6 separate regions of the Mus musculus genome follow, and all the other regions are linked to region 5. Evidence: chromatin contacts called from public Hi-C and promoter capture Hi-C data. All regions are on one chromosome and are shown on one strand. Each heading gives the region's core, a stretch centred on a gene start, on an enhancer-like site or on the middle of the called end of the contact. The rest is flanking DNA. Distances are from core to core; before and after follow the strand shown. Region 1 holds the start of Polr2b (polymerase (RNA) II (DNA directed) polypeptide B). Region 2 holds the start of Nfxl1 (nuclear transcription factor, X-box binding-like 1). Region 3 holds the start of Slain2 (SLAIN motif family, member 2). Region 4 holds the start of Commd8 (COMM domain containing 8). Region 5 holds the start of Chic2 (cysteine-rich hydrophobic domain 2). Region 6 holds the start of Rest (RE1-silencing transcription factor).

Region 1 (3,824 bases), core at 372-2,871, 2.3 Mb before region 5:
TTTCTCAAGGTTTACTTTTATTTTATGCATATGATCTTTATGCCTACATGCACGCATGGGCTCCGGATATGTACTATTGGATCTCCTAGATTCATGCACAGCACGTTCTGGGAACCAAACCCAAGTCCTCTGCAAGAATGAGCGACAAGTACTCTTAACTGCTGAGCCATCTCTCCAGCCCCCTTGATTCAGAAACTCTGAAAGAGAGTCAACTCATGCCCACCATGCCCTGTACAGCTTTCCAAATAGTATGACCTTCCCCCACCCCCTCCATGCCTAAGACTGACTGCAGAGCATGGCCCACACTAGGCAGTACGAGCACCAGGCTACATCTCCAGTCCAGTAAGAAAGCTTCGTTTGAGCATCACGCTCCTGTTAAAAGTATCTGAAGAGTGAAATATGCTCTACAGAAATATATAGTCTGAGGGCCATGAACCTGAATTCAAACTCCAGGACCTCTATGGTACACCCCATGAGTGCGCCCACATTCATACATATGCACAAAATAAATAAATGTCATATGGTTTTAAAGCTCCTAAATTTCCTTCAAGTAAGAATAACTTTAAAAAGAATATAACGATTCTAATAGATTCTAATGAGGTATGAATGGGTCTGAGACATTGAAGCAATTTTAAAAGTTAAAGCGTTTGCTTCTATTGTTTCCATGAGAAAAGGGGGAGGGAGGGGAATGCATAGGACAGCCACAAAGTTGGGAGCTGGAATAAAATGATTTTTGATCAGAGAAAAGGGAGCTTAAAAAAAACACACACACAACATGAAAATAAAATGGGTAGGACTAAGAAGTGTTCATACAAAAAGTAAAAAGCCATTTTGTCCTCGTGAAAATGGAAAACATACCATCCTAGAACTGTCATCTCGTGGGAAGTGACCGCTTAAGGCCATCTTTTAAGGCAGTTTACTTAAACTGAAGACAGTGTGAAGGAATGTCAACCCAGAACCCGTTCTTTGTCCCTAATACGTCCAGAGTTTAACAATGTCTAACACAAGGACGTGGTCAAAAATTGAGCTTCCTGGGCCTAGAAATATGGCTCAGAAGCAGAGTATGTGCAGACAGGCCCTGGGTTCAATTCCCTGTGCCGTTTAATAATAATAATAATAATAATAATAATAATAATAGCTATTCAATAAGTCGACTGAAATGATAAATGAAATCAATCAACATCAAACAACTAAATGTTAGTTAATAAGCTACGCTATGTCGATTCTGGAAGGTGGTTACAGATTTAACGGGAGGCCGTGTAGGGAGCAATCAAGCCGACCCAGGAACGTGAACCCCGAGCCTGCACCGCTAGCAAAGCCCACTTCGTTCCCGGGCTAAATCGTAGGAACCAGGCTGCCGGGAGCCCGCGCGCCACGGACGGGATGCGGCGGCTGGCGCTGATCCCTGCTGCAGGTCCCCCGCCGTCCCGCCTAAGGGGCTATAGCGTGAAGCGTGCCTCAAGCGGTCACTTACCCTCGTCGGCGTCATACATCTTGGCCAAAGGTTTCTGGAGCTCTTACTCGGAATCGCAAAGCTGGAGACGGGAAGCGCGGCGGCAAACTCAAGAGTGCGATACCAAGCAATGTCCGTCTCCGACGTTCCCAGAATCCTCGGCGTCTCAGCGAGGGGGCGGGGTGTGAGGCTTGCGCCTGCGCAGACGACTGGCAAAGGGTCTGGCTGGACTTGAACTACGCATGCGCGAGTGATGACTAGCTGGCTGCCGCTGAGGACAGACGGCTCCTTAGCCAGAAGTTAGGTTACGCTAATGAAAGTTTCTTGCTGCGTGTTTTGATTTGTTTGAAGATTTATGAAAGAAATGGCTCCGCGTGTGGACTGAGCACTGGAGAACCTTCTGCTCACCCAGCTCTATCGAGTCCGTGCCTTTGCACGTCTGCCTGAACTCTCGAGTTTCAGAGCTGTCATCGCGAGAGTGCGAGAATCGGCCGCACTGTTGGACAGTTCCCTCTCGTCTAGTCGCTGGGGGAGGAACTTCTCGGACGCGAGCGCGCGTGCGCGCGCGAGGCCCCGCCCTCCTCGCGCTGTCCACATGCTGCCCGCGCGCCTGGCTTGCGGGCTGCTCTGCGGGCTCCGGCGGGGCCCCGCGCCGGCCGCTGCGTGCTACGGCCCAGCACGGTGGCTTCTGGAGGGGAAGTGTGAGGTCCCCATCCGCCAGCGTGCATCATCCTTGGGCCGTCGGGTTCCCCCGAGCTCCACGGCGACCGAGGACTATGCAGAAGGCCCGGACACGGAGGAACGCTTTCTGTTCCCGGAGTACGTCCCGGAGCGGACCCCGGAGGAACAAGTGCGGGAGTTGCAGGAGCTGCGGGAGTTGCAGCAGCTGCAGCAGGAGAAGGAACGAGAGAGATTGCAGCAGCGGGAGGAGCGGCTTCAGCAGAAGCTGCGGGCGGGCTTCCGGACGCTGCCTGTCCCGGAGTTTCCAGACGCCTCGGTGCCGCCCAGCGGCATCTACTGCTCGGGCTGCGGAGCCGAGCTGCACTGCCAGCATCCCGGCCTGCCGGGCTACCTGCCGGAGGAGAAGTTCCGCGACGCTGCCCAGGCGGAAGGCGGCCCGGCGCGGACCGTGTGCCAACGCTGCTGGCTGCTGGTGCACCACGGACGAGCCCTGCGCCTGCAGGTAAGCCGCGATCAGTACCTGGAGCTTGTGAGCGCAGCGCTGCGGCGTCCCGGGCCGGCTCTGGTGCTCTATATGGTGAATCTTCTAGACCTGCCGGACGCCCTGCTGCCCGACCTGCCCAAGCTGGTGGGCCCCAAGCAACTCATCGTGCTGGGGAACAAAGTGGACCTGCTGCCCCAGGACGCTCCCGGCTACTTGAAGCGGCTGCGGAAGCGGCTGTGGGACGATTGCATCCGCGCCGGGCTCGTGGTGGCTCCTGGTCATCAAGGACCACAGTACCCTGCCGGGGATGAGCCACTGGAGGAGATAAAGAATCAGAATCCGTCCTCCAGGTCCCGCACGGTAGTCAAGGACGTGCGACTGATCAGCGCCAAGACGGGCTATGGAGTTGAAGAAATGATCTCTGCTCTTCAGCGCTCCTGGCGCTACCGTGGTGATGTCTACCTGGTGGGCACCACTAATGCTGGCAAGTCCACTCTCTTTAACACACTCCTGGAGTCTGATTACTGCACCGCCAAGGGCTCCGAAGCCATCGACCGGGCCACCATCTCCCCCTGGCCAGGTGAGGCCCCATTGCTGAGAAATTAGATTTGACCCAGGCACCTAGTACATATCCTTAAATGTCCACCTTGAGCTGCCTGGAGCCGTCCCTTTAAAATGTCTTTCCTCTCTTTGGACATACCTCTTGTGACAGGTTAGTGTTTGGAAGTTCGATGCATGTTTGGTTTTCTAATAGAGATGTTTCTAGAGGGACTGGGGCTAAAGTGCTTGCCTAGCATGCACGAAACCTGAGTTAGTCTACCGCATCCAAAAGGATGTGCGGTGGCAAACTCCTGTATCCCCAGCATTAGGGAGGTGGAGGCAGGAGGAGATCAAAGCCATTCTCAGCTACATCGTTGGAGGCTACCATGGGATCCATAAACAAAATAAACTTTTCTTTTTACTCTAAGACCCCTTACCCCCCAATCTTACTCTTCATTCACCCCCTGAATTGACTTATTCTTGGACTGTAACACATATAAAAGAGCTGATACAGTATGGTGTGGGGAGATATCTCAAGAAGAAAGGACAGTTTTCTGAGAAACTAACAGCTTGGCATGGTGACACTGTTATCAGGGCTCTAGGGAGGCAGAGCCTGAGGCTGCCATGCAAGAGCCTGTCTCAAGGAAAAAGCTGAGGAAGGAGGAG
Region 2 (3,812 bases), core at 380-2,879, 2.5 Mb after region 5:
CTTCAAGGGCATACCCCTTGACTTAAACCTCCAGCCACTTACAGGTTTCATTACAAAGGCCGAGGAGTAACTAGTTTCCACGTGGCTTATCAGGACATTGCAGATGCAGAACATTAAAGAGAATTACACAATCATCATATGTCTAAGAGAGGAGGCCAGGAGTCACTTTACCTAGTTGCAACCCAGGCCCTGCTGGAGTGTTGAAAAAGATTTTTTTGGTGTCATTTATTTATTAAAAATTGGTTTCAATGATGAGACTCCACATGTTATTAAACAGGTATGTAAAAGAAAAGGAAGGAATGCTTGTTTGAAGCTCTCGATAAATATTAGAATAGTTTATAACTAATGTTTGGAGGACTGGAGGGAATGTGTTCTCAGGAAGGTTTAGTATGGAGATTTGGACAATGTGCTAACGCAGATCTGTGCTACACACCAAGGTTCTATGAGGGTCTCCTTATCATCAGCCACCTCAATATTCCCTCGACATTTACTGGTTTTGGATGAATTATAGGCCATGATGTAATACCTATGTACAAGAAATTAAAAACATGATAGAATTAAAGCTTAGTTTCAGCACAATTACCTCTCTATGCTTTAGTTTTCCCAGTGGTAAAATTGGAATGATAAATAAGGTTATTTTGAATAAAAAAAAATATTGACACAATGGACATGATGATGAAGGCCTGGAGCCCCAACAACTTCTAAGGCTGTGGTGAGAGAATCATGAGTTCAAGAACAGCCTAGATAATATTAAAAAAACTCATCTCAATAAATTATAAGTGTAAAACTTTGTATATGTGCAAACACACACACACACACAGACACACACACATATATATGTAAATATTTTGTACACTCCTGGACACATTGAATGGCATCTAAATATATTTGTGGTAAATGTTGGGAAATTAACTAAGCTGAAGGGTAATTTAAGGATTGTATAACTTCAAATATCAACAAAAATTCAGCTCATTTTCCAAGAGACCACTAAATGAATTTCTGCAATCTATACGTAAAGATTAGCTGCTGGCTTTCAGTTATTTTCCTTAATGAATCTACTGGAGGGAGCAGCCTTGAAAGGAAAAGAAGCAGTCTCTAAGGGAAAGCTTGTTTTAAAGTATAAAAGGTGGTTAATACTAGGGGCTAGATTTCATTGTGAGTTCTGAAAGCTTTCTCCACTCAAACCATTTTTTCCTACAATGCTCCCGTGGCTCTTCTGATCCTGCTCCCCATGGCGTCTTCTGTTTTCTAAGTACTTCCTGGACGAGGACCTGCCTGCTACCTGCAAGCAGCAAGACTATGGCGAGAACAACTGTTTGTGAATTTTGCCCTCTCTGAATCCTGAAACCTCGCGTATTTCCTGGGAGCAGCCGCCAGTAGCAGCATGCTCCCGGCACGCCCACCAACGGAGGCGTCTACTTTTCATGAGCCTCGGAACACTCTGGGAAATGTAGTTCCCCAAAGGCCGCGAACGACCGCGCATGCGCACTGAGCATTCCTTCGTCTCTTCCGGGAAAAAAAAAAAAAAAAAAAAAAGCTGCCTCGCTGCCACGCATTCTGCGGTCCGCGGGCGGAGGCTTCTGGGAGTTGTAGTCCCTGGCGGTGGGCGCCGTCGGTAAGGAGACGTAGCTTTTCGGTGCGGTCCACTTCAGCAGTTGGTTCCCGGCCGCGGCCGCGGCCGCACGGTCAGTTCGCGTTTCTGTGCCTACCGCACTTCTCCTGAGGCTGAGGAGAATTTCCCGTGGCTGGGTTTTTCCTGTCCCGGGTGGGCTCCTCGTGGCTCCGTGCTTCTTTTCTGCCCTCCGTCTTTTCCCTCCTCGCCCGTCGCTCGAGCCTGGGCTTGGCGGGACTCGCCCTCGGGAGACACAGGGCCGCAACCTCCTCAGACCCGGGTCTCCGTGTCGCGGGGTCCGTCCGCACCCAGCCTGACCCTGCGGTCCCTCGGCAGCCGCCTCCATCCTCGGACGCCCGTTCACGCTCCTTCTCCTTTATCTCTCCGCTGCAGGGATGGACGCTCCCTGGCGCCAGGTGGCCGCTGGCCGAGGCCGAGCCCGAGGACGGGCCACCGCAGTGCCCCTCTCAGGAAATGGAGTCCCTTTTGGTGGCGCTGGAGGAGGGCGAGCCAAAGGGTCTGGGGGCGCGGTGTCTTCGGGCCCCGGCCCCGGGGGAGCAGCAGCTCTGGCCCCTGCGGGTCGCGGGCAGCGCTCAGCTGGAGGCGAAGCCCCGCAGCCCCCGGGGGCCCGGGGTGAGGATGGCTCAGGTGAGGATGGCTCGGGTCTCCCGCCCCACCAAACTCCCCAAGTCACTTCCCTACTTATCGCTGGCTGCCAGGGCCCTCCAAGTCTCTCATTCACTTTTTAACAGCTCCCGGAGTTTAGTCTCAGGGAACCGTCTCCATTCAGGCAGATTTTCATCTCATCGCTTGCATCCTCATTTTAATTGATAATTGCCTTTGTTAGTCACTTTCTTCAATTGTGTGCAGCTGATTTGGTTAACTCAGTAAATGGATCGCCAGAGTTTGTTTTCTTTTATAATCTAAGATGTTTAACATCTGTCGTAAAATAGGACCTTGTGCTTTCGCATCTGTGTGTATGGTAACAGCAAGCTAGGCTAAGGTCTCAGAATTCCATTTACGAACAGATTGGGAACTCCATTCTTCATTAATCAACTCGACTTTCAAGACCAGTTGTTGATAGCCATCTTTCCCAGGCTACCTGACTTTTTGGACCCTGTAAGCGTTTTGGTTGTTGTTTTTAACTGATCCCAGTGCAGAAATTCCATGTCTTTCCATGATGTATCAGGTGTTGCCACGATGGATTTGCCAATAGCCTTGGTCCAAGATCTTTTAGGGCGACGTTGAGAGTGTTTATACATAACACTCCAGATAAAAGAGAGTGGTCCCTGAAAGTGTTTTGTGTTTGGAAGGTATTTTTTCAGAAGAGGTTTAAAATTTTTATTTCTGAAATTATAGTAGAATTGCATCAGTTCTCCCTTCCTGCTAGGAGCAAAATTGAGTCTCTGCGTGGGGTTTCCCAGGGTAACTTGAAAGTTAGTTTGCGTTGATTTTGCTGGCAATTGGTCAGTTAATCATAGAGGTGCAGTGTGCTATTTAGAGACCTATGAACAAGTTGGTAAGCTGGCTTGGGTTTTGTGGATAGTAGGAAAGCAAGCATTCTCTACATAGTATATAGTATATAGTATATAGTATATAGTATATAGTATATAGTATATAGTATATAGTGTATAGTGTATAGTATAAAGTATATAGTAGTTGACATTTGTGAGGAAGGAATAAGTTAAGACAATTACCTGGTCACTTTGTGTGGTGACATTCTTCCAAATGGTACTAGGTACATACATGTACCAAGTGTCATCTCTTCCCAATTCAGCTTTTTTTAACAACCCCCCCCCCCCGGCTCATTCCCAGAGATTAATGACCTCCTTGTAATTTTGAGATGTCTCACAGCAGTTACTGCTCTTCTTTTTCTGTGTTCTCAAAGATTTCTAAAGAAAGCCTCATATACATTATCTTCCGTTTTTACCCAAAACAGTCTGTTTTGGTTGATAGTCACCACTCAAATTAGCTGCAATAAGAAAAGGAAAACATTTCCTGAGGGAAAGAAAGGGTACAATATCCTTAAGTACAGATACATCAACTAAAATGAGATTCATTTTGGTGGTGTCTGACGAATGAAGTATGTTTTAGTTAGTGATTTAGAATAGTAAACTTTAAAATTCTCTAAACACGAGCACCAGTGCATACAATTGAGCAAGCTTGTGAGTCTTTTCCTAAAACACCATTGCTGTCTACT
Region 3 (4,355 bases), core at 711-3,210, 2.1 Mb after region 5:
GGCCTCACACACAGGCATCAGCACTTAAGAATCTTTAGACTCTCCCACAGCAGGGATCACATGTGAACTCACAAAATAGTGTTGATTTAAATAGCCAGGCTTAAGGCTACCAGTGCCCAGTCCTGGAGAATTTATTGTATGCCAAGCCACCCACTGCTAAAAGTACATGTGGATTATCTGACTTAACCTTCAGAACTCTACACAAGAATGATAATTTTCCTCTGAGGAAAAAAGTGACGCTCAAAGTAACTTCTCCAAGGTCAGAAACCTTTAAAGTGGCAAATCTAGGGCCTGCATCCAGGCAGTGCTTAGAATTCTTCAAAGTTAGAGGCCTGGATACCAGTCCACGAGAGGTTTCGACTTCAGAGAAGTTTTAATGTCAACAGCATAAACGTTCTAGCTAAAAGTTAGGACTTCAAGAACGGATGAATTATGAGGATATTTCCAGCAGGTGTTTTTTTAATCAAAAATAAAACTCGAGGGAAAGCTTCTCATGGCCTACCGAAAAGTGTGACTTTAAGGTGTGGGGTCACCTCAGCTCGTCAAGAGGTGCCTCGTGATAACTCCGGCTTTGGTCTAGATTTTTAACTAGGACCCTTTCTCTGCCTCCAGGATGGCAGGCACGGAAATGATAGTCAGCTTGGATAACTAACTATTGCTTCACGGCTCCGAAATTATGTCGTATGCAATTCTTGTTTTCCAATATAAAATTCAGGGTTCCCCGATCCACCACCGACTTCACACAAAGCAGCCCCATCCCTCTCCACTGCCCTCCTCACACAAAGCAAAGCTTTACTCCCCCCACTACCCAAAGGGGAGTGACGTCCACCCGGCCTCCCCACAAACATCCCCATCTCACTCCGGTCCAAAGCACTGCCTGCTAGTAGCTACTCTCTATGTCCCCGCACCTGGTTGTTACCTCTTGAAGCAGACCCCTCCCTACAATCCAAACCGCTCAGACCACCATCCGAAAGCCCGTCTTTCACACAAAGCAGGATCCCTTCCTACGAAGCAGCTTGGTACCCTCTGAGTGCTCTGAGCGTGCGGGCCCACGGGGGACTGTGCCAAGCCACAGATCCCATCTGGGTCCAGTTGGGTCCTGCACCCAGAGGTTCCACGACCCAGAGAACTAGCTACAAACCCGTTTCCAAGGCACGCCTCGAAACCCCCCAACTCCAGCGGACCTGCCCGCCCGCAGCAGAAACAGGCAAAAGCCAGCGTCCCCACCACAAGCCGAGCCCACCCTGCTTTCCCCCAGGGACACCCCTCCGCCCCGCAGGCCCACCGGGCCCAGCGCCCCGCGCTCACCAGCTCTCCTCTTCCTCCTCCCAGCCTGACAAGCGCTCCAGCTCGTCGGGCCGCAGCGGCTCTACCTCGTCCAGCAAGCCTCCCTCGCCGGCCGCCAGCAAGGAGGTGGCGTCCCGCAGGTCCTCGCTGCTGGTCCGTCGCGGGCCGGAGCCCGCCCCGCCGCTGGCCTTGGCGCCCAGGCCCAGCGGGAAGCCCCGAGGGGACGCCGCGCCCGACGAAGGGGTGGACACGCCGACCCGAGCTGGGCTGCCGGGCCCGAGGAGGCCTGCACCCTGCACGGCTCCCGAGCGGCTCCTCAGCTGCTCGTTCTGCTTCTCCAGCTTCTTCACCAGCTCCTGCAGCTTCCGCACCTCCTGGTCCGCGTTCACATTGGAGTTAACGTCCTCCATGCCGGCCGCGCCGCCCGCTCCGACTCCCCAAGCCGCAGGGGAAGCGCGGGGTCGGGGGGAAAGAGAGGCGTTACCGCCACCGCTCACGCTAGCCGAGGCGCCGGCATAGAGCAGGGCCAGGCCCCACCGCCAGGGTCTCCCCGGCTCGGGTTGCGAAGCGCCGCTGGCCCCAGCCGAACCGCCTCATCTGCGCCGGCTCCGCGACTGGGGGAGGCGGCGCCAATATCCGGCCTCGGCAGCCATCTTCCCTCCGTCCCTCCGCCCCCTGCCGGCCAGCCCGGTCGGTGACCTCAGAGCGTCGGGGGAGGACGTGGCCGCCCGCGGGCTGAAAGAACTAAGCGCCCGGCTCGCGGTGGGGCGGGGCTGGAGGCGGGGCCTGAAACGGGACAGGGCCCGGAGGGGCGTGGTCATTGTTTGGGGCGGGGCCCCGGCCGGAAGGGGTGTGGTGGGCGCCGGCAAAGGTGGGCAGGGCCCGGCCGGGCTGGGCTAAGCTATCGCTGGAGTTTTGCCCTGGCCGCCTACCCTCCCCAAAGCTCATCGCGGGCGGGTGTGAGACCCAGAACCGGACTCTGGCTCCGGCTCCGACTCGGGCTCGGGCTCGGGTTCAGCCCCGCCCTAGGCGTCTGTGCGGAGACTCGCGGTCGGACGGCCCCGCCTGGTCGCATGGACCGTTCCCTTGGTTTGTTTGGCAATACTGAGTTGGTTCCTGCTTGAAACCGGAGACTGTCGGAGCTGGCAGCAGCCCCAGAGACCATCTGTGGCTCGTCCGTTCCATCCCCTGAAAATGAGAACCCGAATCCCGAATGGTTCAGAGCTCGGAAGTCAAAATGATAACCGTAATTTGTTGAGTGGTTCCTATAAGCCAGACACTGCGCTAAGCACTTTTAAAGGCATTATTTCATCCGTTTAAAACACGTGGGCAGGGGTTGTTTTGTTTCGTTGGCTTAAGGTTTACAGGTCCAGAGACAAGAGGATGATGGAAAACACTTCTGTACTAATCTTTCAACGGTAGTAATTAATGTGCATTGTATTCCTTGGGTTCTCCCTTCGCCCCCAAAAGACTTTTTAATAGTATGTCTTGACTTTTTGGGTTTTTTGAGGCAAGGTTTCTCTGTGTATTCCTGGCTGTCCTGAGACACGCTCTGTAGACCAGGCTGACCTCGAAAAACTCATCCTCTGCCTTTTTTTCAAAAGCTGGGATTAAAGGCATATGCTCCTTGAATTTTTTTTTTTAACTTGTACATGAAAAGTATTCAAGCAACCCGTTGACAGGCAATAGAGAATGTTGAGGGGTGGTAAATGTAAAATTCTGCCCTCGGTGGCATCTGTTTATAATGCGTACTGGTGGAAGCGACTGCAAACAAAACTTAAACGCTTTTTTTCTGTCATGTTGGCTCACTCTTCCACAGTTGTCAGTTGTGAGCTGCTTGGTTTACTTATACGGTAAGCAGCCAACCGTGCCTGGTCTCTCAAATTTTTGGCTGATGTTTGCAGTTGACTCCAATTGCCTCCTCCACCCTCGAACCAGTCTTATTACACCCGAACCAGTCTTATTACACCCGGGTGTGGACTCACATAAGACTTAACCCTCCTGCCTTTCCATGCTGTATTTTCCCTGCTTCGACTACCCTACCTACCATGTTTGATGCCTCTTTGGAAAAACCCCTGAAGGAGTTACTGTCTTTGTGCTGACATCACCTCAATAGTTGGCTACAGATATTTGTAATTTTTAATTACATTTTTTCCTAGCAAGTCTTTGGCTTGATCTGTACAGCTGATTAAAAGGAATCATTCCATTTTCCTTGCTTATGAGGCTGACAAAGTGCACAGTCAGTGCCTGTTGTGCTGAAATTAAACGGAAGATATGTTTTGATAGCCCAACCCCCAGACAGACACCAAAATTAAATTCTTTGAGGGTGCTACAGTTTGCTGTCAAGTATAACTATGTCCCTAGCTATACAGACCCATTAACAGGATGCCTTTGTAAAACAAAATGCATTATCTGTGTGATGCACATTAAATGTTATGACACTGCCTGACATATCTGATCTCATTGCTGAAGGAATCACCACCAAGATGAAATCACACATCGCAGTAATACATTTACATTATCAGCTTATGACATGGAGTCCAACTCCCATGTTCGCCACATTTCTAATGAATTCTTTAGACATACTCCTTGACAAAGTCAGTTACCATTATGAAGTTAGCATCAGCGGTCTTGAGAGAGCCAGAGGTCATGCAGATCGGTGATCAGAATCCGCTCCGCTGGCAAGGTCTCCTCTTCCCATGAACGTGGTCCTTGAACTTTTATTTCTCTCTCTTTAATCTGGGCCTTGCCTTTTGTCCGAATGTGTAAATTAGGTGATCTCTAATAACAAATCTATTACCAAGAAGTGAAGGATTCTGGTGAGTCATGATTATAAAATAGAAGTATGAATATGCTCATACAGAGAAATCCATAGAAGACATTTTTTAACCCAGTTGCCTTACTACACATTGTTTTTAATTTAGTAAATATTAAGTGTGTAGTAGATGGTCTGTTCTGTGTGTGTAATAGATGGTCTGTTCTGAGCACCTGATGGTTTAATCATTTGTTAGCTTGTCTTGTAGTTCCAGTTAGCCTTGAACTTACTAGGAGTCTGGAATGCCCTTGAA
Region 4 (3,840 bases), core at 1,031-3,530, 2.9 Mb after region 5:
TCAAATATGTATGCACTGTAGATGTCTGTCAGAAATTGGAGAAGGACGGAAAGGAGGGAGGAAGAACTTGAGATTTTTTGTGGACGAAACTCTACCCCCAAATGACAGACAACAAAAACAGGAAGAACAATAGAAAATAAGGAAACGACCCCAGAAAGAAGCTCTCTAAAGAGGAAGCTGGCGTTCCAGCTTCTGCTCAGCACTGAGGCTTCCCTGGCTTCTTTCACATCTCCCAGTTGCAACCCTTCATCTGCATTGCCTGCACGGCCCATAAGGCAGGCTGGATGTATCTTGGCGATATACAGGCAGGGGAAGAAGTCTCCTTAGAAAGGAATCATACCATTTTCTAGGTGCTAGGCTGTGCTTTATGTAAACAACTTTACAGGTATGAACTTAAAACAAGCCCTGTAAAGTCTGCATGGTCATTCTAAATAATGAGAGATGAAGACGCAGACCAGCCAGAGACGTGAACTAGCTTGCCATTGCTATACAGACGATAACAGTTACCAATGATTTACAGAGCTGGACTTAAACTTAACTCCAGAGTCTGCATTTTAAGCCCTTACTATAAACAAAGTTAGGGTGACAGAAACGCAAATACACCTAGCTGAGGTAGGATCAGAACAGACAGGTAATGTTTTAAAGTGCTTCAGGGCACTTAAAACATTTGTTTGTTTGCAAGCCTGAAAACTAGGGTCCAGACCCCAGGACCCTAAAAGGAAGGAATCAATGTCTATAAGTTGTCCTCAACCTACACACACCACACACACAGACACAGACACACACAGACACACACACAGACACACACACAGACACACACACACACACACACGCTTTATTTTTTAATGAAAAAGTTGAAAATTAAAAAAAAATGATGCCTTAAATTACATACAAAGACAAGCGATTACTAATGAAAAGACATTAAATATTAAGGGCTCTTTCCTCTCACTTTATGTAATATTTTAAATTCAGCATCTGCCAGAAGTTCAATTTTAATATAGTCATGTTTCAAAGGTCAACCTTTTCTTGGTGTCCAGTGTTGTCTAAATCCCGTTTTTTGATATCCTTTATATCCTGATGGATGTCATTTTGCACTATTAACTTACACATTGCATGGTCACAGAAGCATGCATTCCTGTAAGCCTTCCTTTACCCAGGCAGAACAGCAGAACTCTCATTCTTTCTTCAAACTCTGCAGCTATCGCTCATGTATGTGACTGTGGACAAGGCATATCTATCTATCTGTCTGTCTGTCTATCTATCTATCTATCTATCTATCTATCTATCTATCTATCTATTTTTCTATCTATGCCTCTCAGCACTTTCTAACACTCTTAATCCTAACATTACATATTGGGTTGTAATCACCCTAATTGTTATGGCACCTTCTCATGACAAGGCTCATTCTATCACGAACTTTCTTTTTTTTGGATTGAAATTACAACTCAAAGAATTTTGGGTTCACTCCTGTGGTAAATGTGTGGGTATAAACATGGGTTTTCTTTACCAGCAGGTTGTTTTGTTTCTTAGCTTGGATAATGAGTCTTTGGGTTGCTTAATAATATATAGCTGAACTTTGCCTTTCTATGAGTTCTGTCTTGGATTGCGTTTGCTGTTTGTAAACGGGGGGGGGGGATCCAATCTTTTTTTTTTTTTAAAGATTTATTTATTTTATGTCTACGAATACACAGTAGCTGTCTTCAGACACACCAGAAGAGAGCATTCGATCTCATTACAGATGGCTGTGAGCCACCATGTGGTTGCTGGGAATTGGACTCAGGACTTCTGGAAGAGCAGTCAGTGCTCTTAACTGCTGAACCATCTCTCCAGCCCCCCACCCCACATCTCTTCTTAAAATAAAAAAAAATTAAAAAAAAAAAGTAACTTTAATTTGTCTTTGAGGTCAAACTCTTTGACTAGGAGACTGTCAGATCTCTGGGGGAAAGGCCCTGGGTTCAAATACAGGCTGTGACTATTACTAGATGATTTTCTGCAGTGAAGAAAGTTTATGAGATCTGTCTCTGAACACAGTCTCAACCGAGCAAAAGTCTGTAAATCTTCCTTCAGCAGCAAGCGGATGGGTAACAGACTTCCCCTCAGTCTCGACCGCCCCTCCCCCCCCCCCCCCCCCCCCAAAAAAAAAGAGGGAAAAAAAACTTGCTCTTTTTTCTACAGGAGAAAACCAATGGCTGAGGTTTTGCACATGCGCACAAGGACTTTGAGCCCGCCCGCCGGCCCCGCCCTCCAGAAAGTCACGTGGACGAATCGGAGCGTAAGCCTAAGGTTCAGGCCTGTCACGTGACAGGTATCTCTACTTCTCGGGGATGGAGCCGGAAGAGGGGACGCCGCTTTGGCGGCTACAGAAGCTGCCTCCGGAGCAGGGCGCCGGGGTGAGGGGTTTGTGAAGGGCACGGGAAGGCCGGGGTCCGGACTATTCTTCTTGGGCCCCTGGAGACACAATGGCGGCCTAAGGACTTTACGCGGTTTAGGAATGGCCCAGGCCTGGGTGCGTGTGGGGTCTTCTTGCTTCTAGAAAGCTCGGGTGGTAGAGCCCGAGATCTGCTGCGTCCGCAGTCTTTGAGTTCAGGTCTCCCGAACGCCCCTTTCTGTGTGAGGTCCGGCGGATGCAGTGAGGAGTCGAACCCGGTGGGACCTGTTCCCTGGAGGGCGGGAGGAACCAACTCCTAACCAGAAAAGGAGTAGCCACTCAAGTTTGGCCAAGAGGTGATCGCAGCCGCTGAAAACAGCTCACCCATAAAGCCAGGCTTGTGGAGACCAGAGACAGCCAACCAGGGTTTCTTGCAGCACACCCAGGGTCCAGACCTCTGTGAAAGTGATTTGATGGTGGCACTCTGCCCTGCTCAGGCTTTCAGAAGTCTCCACTGTGGCCCTTCTACCCAAAGTCGGCTTCAGTTGTAGATGAAAGAAATTTAACGCCACTCCCTCCGTTCTTTAGAAAATGTACTTTAAACATTTTCTTTGATTTTACAAATGAGGACAGTGAAATATGTCAGCCACAGGTTTCCAGCAAGCCAGGGCCAAAGCTCAAACCTATCTATGGACTGTGTCTCCTAACTTTCAGGGTGTCTTTCCTCCTATATAGAGATGGCCAAAACATTTGACTCCTGAATCTGAGAGCTGAGCCAGCTGTCTTCTTCCTGGGCCTCTGCCTTTTGCCACAGCTATGGGAAATCCCTGGTTTGGGTCTCCACTCCCTTTTCACAGCATTGGTTGTTGTGGTGTCACCATCCTTCTTTACCAGGCCACTCTATTTAAGAAACTCTGGGTTTCATCCTTGGACCTCCCCTTTTCAACCTCCTTTACCTGTTTATGGTCTCTGCCTCTATAGTCTCACACTTACTCCTGCTCACAATATCTTGGCAAAGTTTTGGAAAAATAATGTAATTACTTACAGGAAAGTTGAGTGCAGATTAAAGCCTTCACTCCTTTCTGTTGTATGCAAGGCCTTCTGTGATTTGGCCCCTACTCGCCTTTTCAAAGGTCCTCTGCCCTTTCACCCTTGTCTGCCTTTCCAAAGATGCAATTCCCACTCCTGCGCTGGGGTTTTATTTCCAGTCCTGTGTGCGGGCACATTGCGTTGGCTGGGAATGCCTAATGGCCACTCATCTTTTCAATTCAGCTCTTTCCTTGTTCCTTTGCACCCGTCATAAACACCTTTTCTATCCCCTCTCCTCTACCACACGCACTTATTTATATGTGTACTTTTTTTGATAGATTGGAACTCTGTTATGGTAGAGCATCATTTATCCTCAATGTCCTCATTTGTAAAATGAGAACAGTTACAATGCTTACCTTATAGAGTTGCAGGGAGTGTCAGGA
Region 5 (4,371 bases), core at 336-2,835:
GTGTGCTACCACGCCGCACTTTTGTCTTCCTGTGACAGGTCAAAGACCAAGAGGTTAAAGGACTTGGCCAGGGTCCCATAGGAAATGATAGAGGGCGATTCAAAGTCAGCCTTCAGAACTACCAAGTTAAGCTGCCTCCTGTGTGTATGCTCCATTGGAGCCTTTGACATACCCTCTGACTCCCACCCCCCTAGAGAATTATGGTTGCTTGCCTTAATGACAGAAAAGTTACTGCCAGAGACTGTAACATACATAGTCGCGCGTGCACGCGCACAGACACACACACACACACACACACACACACACACACACACACAGCTGACCACACAGTAGGTTCAGTGTTTATTGAATGAATAAATCTGGGAAAGCATAAGTCTGACGCATCGACTATTTTTCCCTGCCTAGCTCACTGCCCTTTTTTTTTTCCCCAGATCTTTCCAGGATTAAGTTGTCCAGCATTTTCCACTCTCATGTTAACCTTTGTACGTTTTCTGCTTGGACAAAGACCCGTAAACGAACTTGAAGGATGCGAACACTGCGTAGAGAACTGTTTGTGGACACTGGGTCCAGTACAACTCCTCTTTCCTTTCCAGACCAATGAGGAACTCTTGTTACCCCATGGTCCAGTTTGCCGTAGGAGTCCAGTTCTGTTCCTATGTTGTTTGGATGCTTGGCAGACTCTTGATTGTGAAACCAGGTCCAAGGTGATCCATGAGTCCACTGTTCCTCCCTTCCCCCATCCCCTCTTGTGGAGAAAACATTTTTCACTAGAGAGACGAAGCATACAACTGCAACTTCTTAATTGGAACACAGAGAACTTGTCAACTTTGTTAGGTAGTATTGATGGTGAGATTTCTTGTTAACAAACAAACAAACAAACAAACAACCTGGGCTAAAAGGACAGAATATTTGGCTTTGGAGATATTTTGGAAAATCAGGTAGGACAGTAGACAGGAAAGCACTGTTTGCCGGGCAGTGGTGGTGCACGCCTTTAATCCCAACACTTGGGAGGCAGAGGCAGGGGGATTTCTGAATTCGAGGCCAGCCTGGTCTACAGAATGAGTTCCAGGACAGCCAGGGCTACACAGAGAAACCCTGTCTCGAAAAACCAAACCAAACCAAACCAAACCAAACCAAACCAAACCAAACCAAACCAAACCAAACCAAACCAAACCAAACCAAACCAAACCAAACCAAACAACAACAACAAAAAAAAAGAGAATGCACTGCTTTGTTAATCTCAAGTTGGCAAAGTCAACCAACTCTGCTTCGCATCGTGGACTAAAAACGTTTTATTAAACCGGCAGTCAGATTCTCTGGTCCGGCCAGGGGCTTCGCCCGCTGTCGTTGTTTGGGCTACAGATTACTCCAGCCTGGCTCTAGGAGTCGAGTCGGGGTCAGCGCCCCCGATCCTCACAGACGCCGCCTTCCGGGTCGCTGACCCTGGAGCCGGAGGGCGGGGCCGCGCCGGGTGGAAGCGGAGGAAGAGGCCGGCGTCCCGGGAGCGCGCGAGACCGTCCGCGTGAACGCGCCCGCCCGCCCACCCGCGCGCCCGCGCCCACGCCCGCGCCCGCCCGCGCTCCCGGGAAGTCTCGCGATGCGGTAGCCGGCTGCTCCTGCTGCGGGTGGCTCGGGCTGTTGCTGTGGTTGCCGGAGTTGCGGCGGCGACGGCGGCGGCGCTGGCGCGGGCGGCGGCGCTGGCGGGGGTGGCGGCCCCGGCGGATGTTGACATTGTGTTGTTGTTCCTGCCCACGGTAATGGCGGCGGTGGCGGCGGCAACGGCGGCGGCCGGGACCAGGTCTCCTCAGTAGCCGGAGCCCACACTGCCGAGCGCCAGCTCCGCGGCCTCCGCGCCCGCCGCCTCACCAGCCGTTCCCCGCGGCCGCCCCAGAGCCAGGGCCCCGGGCGGGGGGCTCGCCGGCTCGGGATGGCGGATTTCGATGAAATCTACGAGGAGGAGGAGGACGAGGAGCGGGCCCTGGAGGAGCAGCTGCTCAAGTACTCGCCCGACCCGGTGGTGGTCCGCGGCTCCGGTCACGTCACCGTGTAAGGCCCTGCGAGGGCTAGGACGAGGACGGGTGGCGAGGCGCGGGCGGGGTGGGCCCTGGGACCCCTGGGGGTCCTCCTTTTCTTAAACCCCCGTCCCCGGTGACTGGCGCGGGACGGGGGCCTTGGGGGAAGCTCCGGCGATCAGGAAGTGAGAACTTGCTCTGCTTCCATTTGTTTAGGACTCCCAAGTGGGGACAGACACTGCCTCCCCTCCCTCCCACAGCCCCGGAGCAGGCCCCGTGGCCCGCGGGGATGTGTGGGGTCCCAGCCGGGAAGATGGCTCTTTAGGGTCTGCCTGATGGGCCATCGGTACAGGCTAGAGGTGCACACACTCACACACACACACACACACACACACACACATCTTGTGGGATCCATCTTTGTAACACCCCCCACACCCCCGTTATTCTTTGGGACTCTGCCTGACTTACAGCCTATTGACATATGGCTCAGAGGTCAGATCTGAGGTGTTAAGATCCCAGTGGCAGTTGGTAAATGAGATTCACTGTCGTGTGTCTATCACACATAACACGTAGGGGCTTCCCAGTTCCTCAAGAGTAAATTTCTGCAAAACTGATTCGAGTTGCTGTCAATTATGTATGATAGAAGTATACAGGTGGACGGAAAAAAAGAGGAGGATACATCTGTTTACAAGGAATTACAAGTACCGAGTTTCCTGTAATCCGGTCTGTTTTGGGACACGGACCTAGGTTGGCTTCTTTGATAAGGGCCCCTGTAAGGTTTATTAGCAACATCAAAAGTCCCAATATTATTCAAACAATAAGGGATGAAAGCATTCTGAAAGGTCGTGACTAATAAAGGAATGTAGACTTGGGGCAAATAATGAGTTGTCCGGAAGAAGGAAGTTTTGTAACATTTCCCTGATAAAATCCGGAGTTTGTACAACTTAGGGTATTGATACTCCTTTGCAGCTGCTATCTCCAGTTGAAAAGTCATCGCTCAAACTTCCTGTACTTGCATATCACTTTATCACTGATAGAAAAAGGCAGCGAGCCTGAAGCTGTCTGGAGCGCTTGTCATTGTTTTTTGGTGTAGGGTGAGTGGGGCGTGCTGTGGGCAAGGCGGTCAAACAGTGAGGCTCCTCAGAAGATCGGCCCTTGTGTAGTCATCCTGACTAGCCTTGTTGTTGTTGTTGGGGTGTGCTTATGTAACACCTTGGTGTCTTCGCACCTGTTAACGTGTGCATTTAGGTGATTTAACAGGGTAAAAACACTGCATAAGCATTGTTTCAGTACCTGGATAAGGAGATGGGACTTCGCACCATAATAACTGCTCTGTTTTAACTGTCAACACAAACTTAATTAAGGAATATAGCTAATTATGAATAATACAGTTTAAATGTATATCATAATGCTTTTAGTGTTATAACCTGCTATTTAATTTTTAGTTTAACTCTTAGGACTTTTTTCTTTTTCTTTTGAACTTAAGGACTATGGGTGCTTTTAAAAGCAATTACAAACAAACAAAAAACCGACACAGTGATAGTCCCAGTACTCAGGAGGCAGAGGCAGGTGGATCTGTGAGTTGCAGACTCCCCTGGTCTTCAGGGCTACATAAAGGATTTCTGAACTTTTTCATGTTGTCTGTGGTCATCCTTAAACTCCTCCTGTCAAATCAAAGCTGGCAGAAATTTATTTGCAGAGGTTCAGCTAGGGCTGGAGATGTAGCTCAGTGTTAGAGTGCTTGTCCTGGGTTCAGAGTAACCAAATAAGGTTCAAGTGCAGTTGTCATGTCTCTTCTGTTCAAGAAGAAGAAAAGCTAAACATGTTGTTGGGAAATAGAATAGTCAAAGTGCTCAGATAGAAAGTTGGATTGTAGTTGACTATTTGGAGTGGTTAACAAGTGTGTGAAGTAATTATTAGTGGTCTTTTCATCTTGTCTTTCAGAATCACCTGGCTTGTGCTCAGGAACTACTAGCCTTTATTATTATAAGCATTAGAAATAAAGTACTTCCATTTGCAGGACTAACAGTCATTTAGTCTAGTTTATCTGCCCATTAAGATCATGTGGGGAGCATCCGCTGGTGTTCCAGCCCTCTTTTTCCAGGCCAGTGGCCACATATGAGTGGAGCTCTTGTTCATGAATAGGCTTGGATGGGGTTGGAGGAAGGTCTTGGAGGTGGTTTTGATTGTACCTCGGAATCTGCTGCAGACACTAGTGATGGTGGTGTTTGCCACCTTTGCAGGAAGCCTTAGTATGTTTGTGACCTCCCTTAGACACTTCTGATAGGTAGTAACCTTCCTCTGCCACTTTTATATAAATCAATCACTTGTGTCTCCTCAGTTCACAGGATGACAGCTT
Region 6 (4,262 bases), core at 1,722-4,221, 2.2 Mb before region 5:
ATCCGGATGTGATGCACAAACTGCTCTTCAGATTCGGCTTCGTACTGGCAAGGCTTACACCGGAAGGGCTTGGCCTTAGAACTCCTGCATTTGTCTTCCGCCACGGGTGTTTCTGGAGCGGGATCTTTATTGGCGCTGTATATTTCTGGGGCAGCTGAGGCTTCAAATACGGGCTGGGGTTCTACAGCACTTAGCTCCAAACTTCCCAGTTCCATGTTTTCCAGCCCTTTGAGGTCAGCCGACTCTTCCAGGCCTTCTCCTTCACTTTCTGAGAAGTGGTTGTCTCCCACGGGCATCAATTCGGCCATCTGCCTCTCTTCACCGACCAGGTAATCGCAGCAGCTGCCGCTTGCCTCCCCCGTCAGGGCCACGTTGGCTAACATGATGAGCTGAGGGGCTGCCAGTTCAGCTTTCGAGAGCTCGTGCAGGTCGTACATGTCGTTGGTTAAGGCCATGCCCATGTTGGCACTGTTGTTGAAGAGACTGCCTCCTCCAGAAGACTGCCCCATCACCTGGGTGGCCATAACTGTACTCTGGATAAAGCAAAACCCCCCAAAATAAATAAATAAATAAATAAATAAATAAAGCCCTCATTACCCAAAGCAAGCATCTTTCCAATGCAACCTTTAAAATTCAACAAGCTTCGTTAACTTCTAACAACAACATTCAAATACTTTTTTTTCTGGTTGGGTATGGCAGTACTCGCATGTAATCCTAGCACTAGATAGGCCTGGGCAAGGGTGCTGTGAATTTTCAATTCTCTTTATTGCAATCACAAAAACAGATGAGGAACTGTTTCCTCTATAGCCAGAAGAAAAAAAAAAAAAAAAAAAGCGAATTCTTTGACCCATTGGGTCTACACCGGCATGCAAGTCTTCTTTTTGGTGGCTAATATTTTTAATGTTAACTAAAATTTTAATAACCAAATCACTGAATAGTTAACTATTGTTGTCTCACTTCTCCAACAGTTCAGTGGTCTGAATGAGAACTCCAAAGGAAAAGAGAGAGAGAGAGAGAGAGAGAGAGAGAGAGAGAAAGAAAAACCACAGGCGATTCTGGGGCCTCTAATGAGCACATCAAGAAATCTACAAGACTTCAACTTCTTCATGAGAATTCAACTAACTCTAAAAGAATAAACTGAAAAAAGTAACAAATTTTAAAAAACTTTTTGATGACTCTTAAAGGGGTGGCTACGGATCCCTTCTTCCCACAAAAGGGGAAGTTTTAAAGTGCTTTTTTGTTGTTGTTAGAAAACTCCCTCAAGAGTCGTGCAACTCAACACGTCAACCAACTTAGCCGCATTGTGCTTGACTTGGCCTACTTGCCTAGGGGAAGCCATTACAGATCACCTTCTTGAAAACAAGTTGAGTTTCTAAATGGTCTCAACCTCCAGCCTCAAAGGTACCAGTCTCAGAACTCAGTGTGCCTCTTGCAAATTATTAAAGGCAAGATATGCAAAGAATAAAAAAAGTACTAAAAGACAAACTAAAAACCGAAAATACTAAAAGCGGGCCGCTTCACCTAGAGTCTAAAACACAAGCTCGCCCGCTCACTCGCTCGCTCAGTTACATGCCCCAACAAAAAGTTGAGCCCGAATGCCATCACAGGAAACGGCTCTCCCCTAGTTCAACAGCCCCACGGATTCCACAACGGACCTCAACATCCACTCTAAAGCTTCCCCCACGCACCTCGGCAGCCACACTCCCAAGGAAATCTCCACGTCTCTCGGGCAGACTGTGCTAAGCACAGCCCGAGAGCAACGTGTTGCACCGAATTCCTATGTGCCGCTGCCACCAGCGCCGGCCTCGGCGGCGGCATTCCTAACTGAAATAGGCATTCGGCCATTTTCTCAAAATACCAAACACAAAGCAGCTCTTTGCAAACTTGGGCCCTCTTGCTTCCTCTCCGCCACCAACCCGCGGGCGGTGCCTGGGCTCGGACCTCACGCGCTGCCCACCACCCTAGAGGCGCCTCCCCGGCCGGCCGCGGCCCCGCAGCCCCCTCCCCCGCCGCCCGCCACTAGCCCGGCCGGGACTGGGCGGAAAAGTTACCTCGCTACCCGCGTCCGATCGGGCCTGTACCGGGGCTCCGCGGCGCCCTCCCGAGGCTGTCGGCCCCCGGTCGCTGCGAGGGGCCCCACGCGGGCCGCCACCGCCGCCCCCGTGGCCCGGAAGTTTGCGAACTTCGCTCCCCCGCTGCGCAGAGCCAGCGCGGGCCGCAGAAATCGCTGTCCAGCCTGCCGCCGGCGCCGCCCGTGCCCCGGGCTGAGTCAAGCGGGGCGGCCGCCTTCCGGCCCTGCTACGACTGGGGGGGAGGGGGCGGCGAGCCTGGGACGCCGGCGGGGCCGGGGGCGTTGGGCCCGAGGCGGAGGGAGGGCGGAGGGGGGAAGTTTCAGGACCGCGGTCACCAGCAGCGGCGCTCCGGCCTCCGTGGCCCCGGATCTCAGCGCCGTGCGGAAGGGCCTCCCCGTGCTCCGCTGGGGGCCGATGCCCACGCCGCTCCGCACCAGCCCCCGGCCCAGCCCGTGACTCGCTCCGTAACTCGATCCCGCCCCCGCCCGGCCGCCGCGCCGCCCGAGCCACAGTATCTGCAAATCAGCCCTGGACAGCGCCTCGCGCCGCTCCGCGCCTGCCCGCCGCCCTCCCCCGTCGCTCTCCTCGCTCCGCCGCGTCCTACCCTCTGAACTGTGCGCCCACGGTCCGCCACCCCCGCGTCGCCGCCGCTCCAACTCCTTTTCTTTGTTGCTGGACTTTCGGGGGAGGGGAGGGGAGGGAGAGCGGGGAAAAGTTGGGCGTCGAGGCCCTCGAGATCCCGGGGTGCGATCGCGGAGCGGGATCAGACCGCCGGCCCTGGTTCTGCCGTCGCTGCGGTCCCGGCCGCCCGGGTCTGGGGCCCGCGGCCTCGGCGGCGCTCCTCGGTCTTCTGCTGCTGCGCCGCGAGCTCGCGGGAGCCGCACATTCCAGCACAGGACGCTGCGCCGCGCACCCGGCCCGCGCCGTCGCCGCCCGCCCGCCCGCCGGACACGCCCCCTCGCCGTCCGCGCGCGCCCGCCGACACGCCCCCTTCCCCGCCCGCGCGCGTGGCCGCCGAGCGCGCCCCGCCCCTCGGTCCCGAGGCTCGAAGTGGACTCCTGGCCTGCCTGGGGGCGCGCCTCGGGGGAAACTTACCTAATCCGCCCGGCCCCCGACTCCCGCCTTAGGCTCATTAAAGGGGCGGAACCTACTCCCTGAGCTTCTTTCTTTTATAAACAAATAGCAGAAGTTAGCCCCAGCCTTACCCGGGCGTGCACGAGAATTGGGGTTGTTGGAGGAAAAAACGTGCAGGCATTGACCGCCCTCTTGAGAAGTATTGTCACTGGCCTCTTAAGTAAGGCTGAAGCCTCGAAAAATACTGTTCAGGCCTGGCGTGTGGGCTCTCGCCGTTAATCCCAACACTCAGAATGCTGTTGAGACTGGAGGATCAAGAGTTAAAGGCCGGAGTTCAAGATCAACCTGGGCTACTTAGGGACACTAGTGCAAGAAATTAAAAAACAATACAAAACCCGAAAATCGGCCCTGGCTGCACAAGTCTGTAATCCTACTTGAAAGGCGTGAGCACCAGGAGATCCAGGTCATTGACTTGACAAATTGGGGGGCCCGGGGGTGGGGGATTGCTCTTGTCTGCAATCAGACTCAGAATTCAGTAGACAGAGGCAGGAGGATTGCTGAGAGCTTAAAGCTTTAGTGTGCTATGTAAGAATTTTCAGGCCAGCCATAGCTACAAAGTGAGACCTTTCTCAATCAAAGAAACAAAATCTAAGTGCCTGCCTACACAGATCTTTATGCTTAACTGTAATTTTAAGCTTCATGAGGTCAAAATGCTTTCACATTGCAAACTCTTAACCAGGAGAAAATCAGTCCTTGTGGGGGTTGAGACAAAGCCAAGTCCAGTTCAGTACCTGACGTCTTATAATGGGGACAGGGAGTCTCAGGTCCTGTCCCTTCTCACCTGAAATGCTTTTTTAGCCTGCTTTTAATGTCTTCCTGGAAGTGGGCCTTGTAGCCTTTAATTTGTAGTTAGTGAACTACCAGCTAGAGTTTAAAGCTCTCGGCCGCCTTCAGGGCCCGGCATTTCCGGATCTAAATGTGTGAACCTCTCGTTGGCATTACTACAGAGGTAGCAGCAGGTGGGTGCTAAGAGGCTGGAAGCAGAGCTTCAGGTTTCTCTGACATTTTCCTTTACCTCTTTTCTGGCACGCTGTAGAACCCATCTTTCAAAAAAAA

What was found. Promoter capture Hi-C pulls out the DNA fragments that hold promoters and counts their contacts. Hi-C and Micro-C count contacts between places; a contact is called where the count stands out from the background.
Region 1: a contact with region 5 is called in a promoter capture Hi-C map of pre-B cells, with 3 times the contacts expected there. The contact joins the promoter of Polr2b here to the promoter of Chic2 in region 5. A contact is called at or near these places in 1 of 39 promoter capture datasets (pre-B cells) and 2 of 9 other capture datasets (adipose tissue and liver).
Region 2: a promoter capture Hi-C map of pre-B cells shows a contact between it and region 5, with 2.1 times the contacts expected there. The contact joins the promoter of Nfxl1 here to the promoter of Chic2 in region 5. A contact is called at or near these places in 2 of 39 promoter capture datasets (liver and pre-B cells).
Region 3: a promoter capture Hi-C map of pre-B cells shows a contact between it and region 5, with 3 times the contacts expected there. The contact joins the promoter of Slain2 here to the promoter of Chic2 in region 5. A contact is called at or near these places in 2 of 39 promoter capture datasets (liver and pre-B cells).
Region 4: a contact with region 5 is called in a Hi-C map of CD4 T cells, with 4 times the contacts expected there. The contact joins the promoter of Commd8 here to the promoter of Chic2 in region 5. A contact is called at or near these places in 1 of 484 Hi-C or Micro-C datasets (CD4 T cells) and 1 of 9 other capture datasets (liver).
Region 6: a promoter capture Hi-C map of pre-B cells shows a contact between it and region 5, with 4 times the contacts expected there. The contact joins the promoter of Rest here to the promoter of Chic2 in region 5. A contact is called at or near these places in 2 of 39 promoter capture datasets (liver and pre-B cells), 1 of 115 datasets of contacts at active chromatin or transcription factors (thymic regulatory T cells) and 1 of 9 other capture datasets (liver).

Annotation. Positions count from the first base shown.
Region 1 is chr5:77,308,281-77,312,104 of GRCm38.p6, reverse strand. It overlaps Polr2b (polymerase (RNA) II (DNA directed) polypeptide B), which reads right to left and starts at 1,621. Exons shown (of 25, transcript NM_153798.2): 1 at 1,475-1,621. The coding sequence starts at 1,493. It overlaps Noa1 (nitric oxide associated 1), which reads left to right and starts at 2,019. Exons shown (of 7, transcript NM_019836.3): 1 at 2,019-3,198. The coding sequence starts at 2,049.
Region 2 is chr5:72,557,462-72,561,273 of GRCm38.p6, reverse strand. It overlaps Nfxl1 (nuclear transcription factor, X-box binding-like 1), which reads left to right and starts at 1,629. Exons shown (of 23, transcript NM_133921.3): 1 at 1,629-1,685; 2 at 2,006-2,260. The coding sequence starts at 2,008.
Region 3 is chr5:72,911,967-72,916,321 of GRCm38.p6, reverse strand. It overlaps Slain2 (SLAIN motif family, member 2), which reads right to left and starts at 1,960. Exons shown (of 8, transcript NM_001113423.2): 1 at 1,309-1,960. The coding sequence starts at 1,697.
Region 4 is chr5:72,166,629-72,170,468 of GRCm38.p6, reverse strand. It overlaps Commd8 (COMM domain containing 8), which reads left to right and starts at 2,280. Exons shown (of 5, transcript NM_178599.5): 1 at 2,280-2,390. The coding sequence starts at 2,325.
Region 5 is chr5:75,041,855-75,046,225 of GRCm38.p6, reverse strand. It overlaps Chic2 (cysteine-rich hydrophobic domain 2), which reads left to right and starts at 1,585. Exons shown (of 6, transcript NM_028850.5): 1 at 1,585-2,046. The coding sequence starts at 1,928.
Region 6 is chr5:77,264,203-77,268,464 of GRCm38.p6, reverse strand. Rest (RE1-silencing transcription factor) reads right to left here and starts at 2,971. Exons shown (of 4, transcript NM_011263.2): 1 at 2,677-2,971; 2 at 1-533. The coding sequence starts at 524.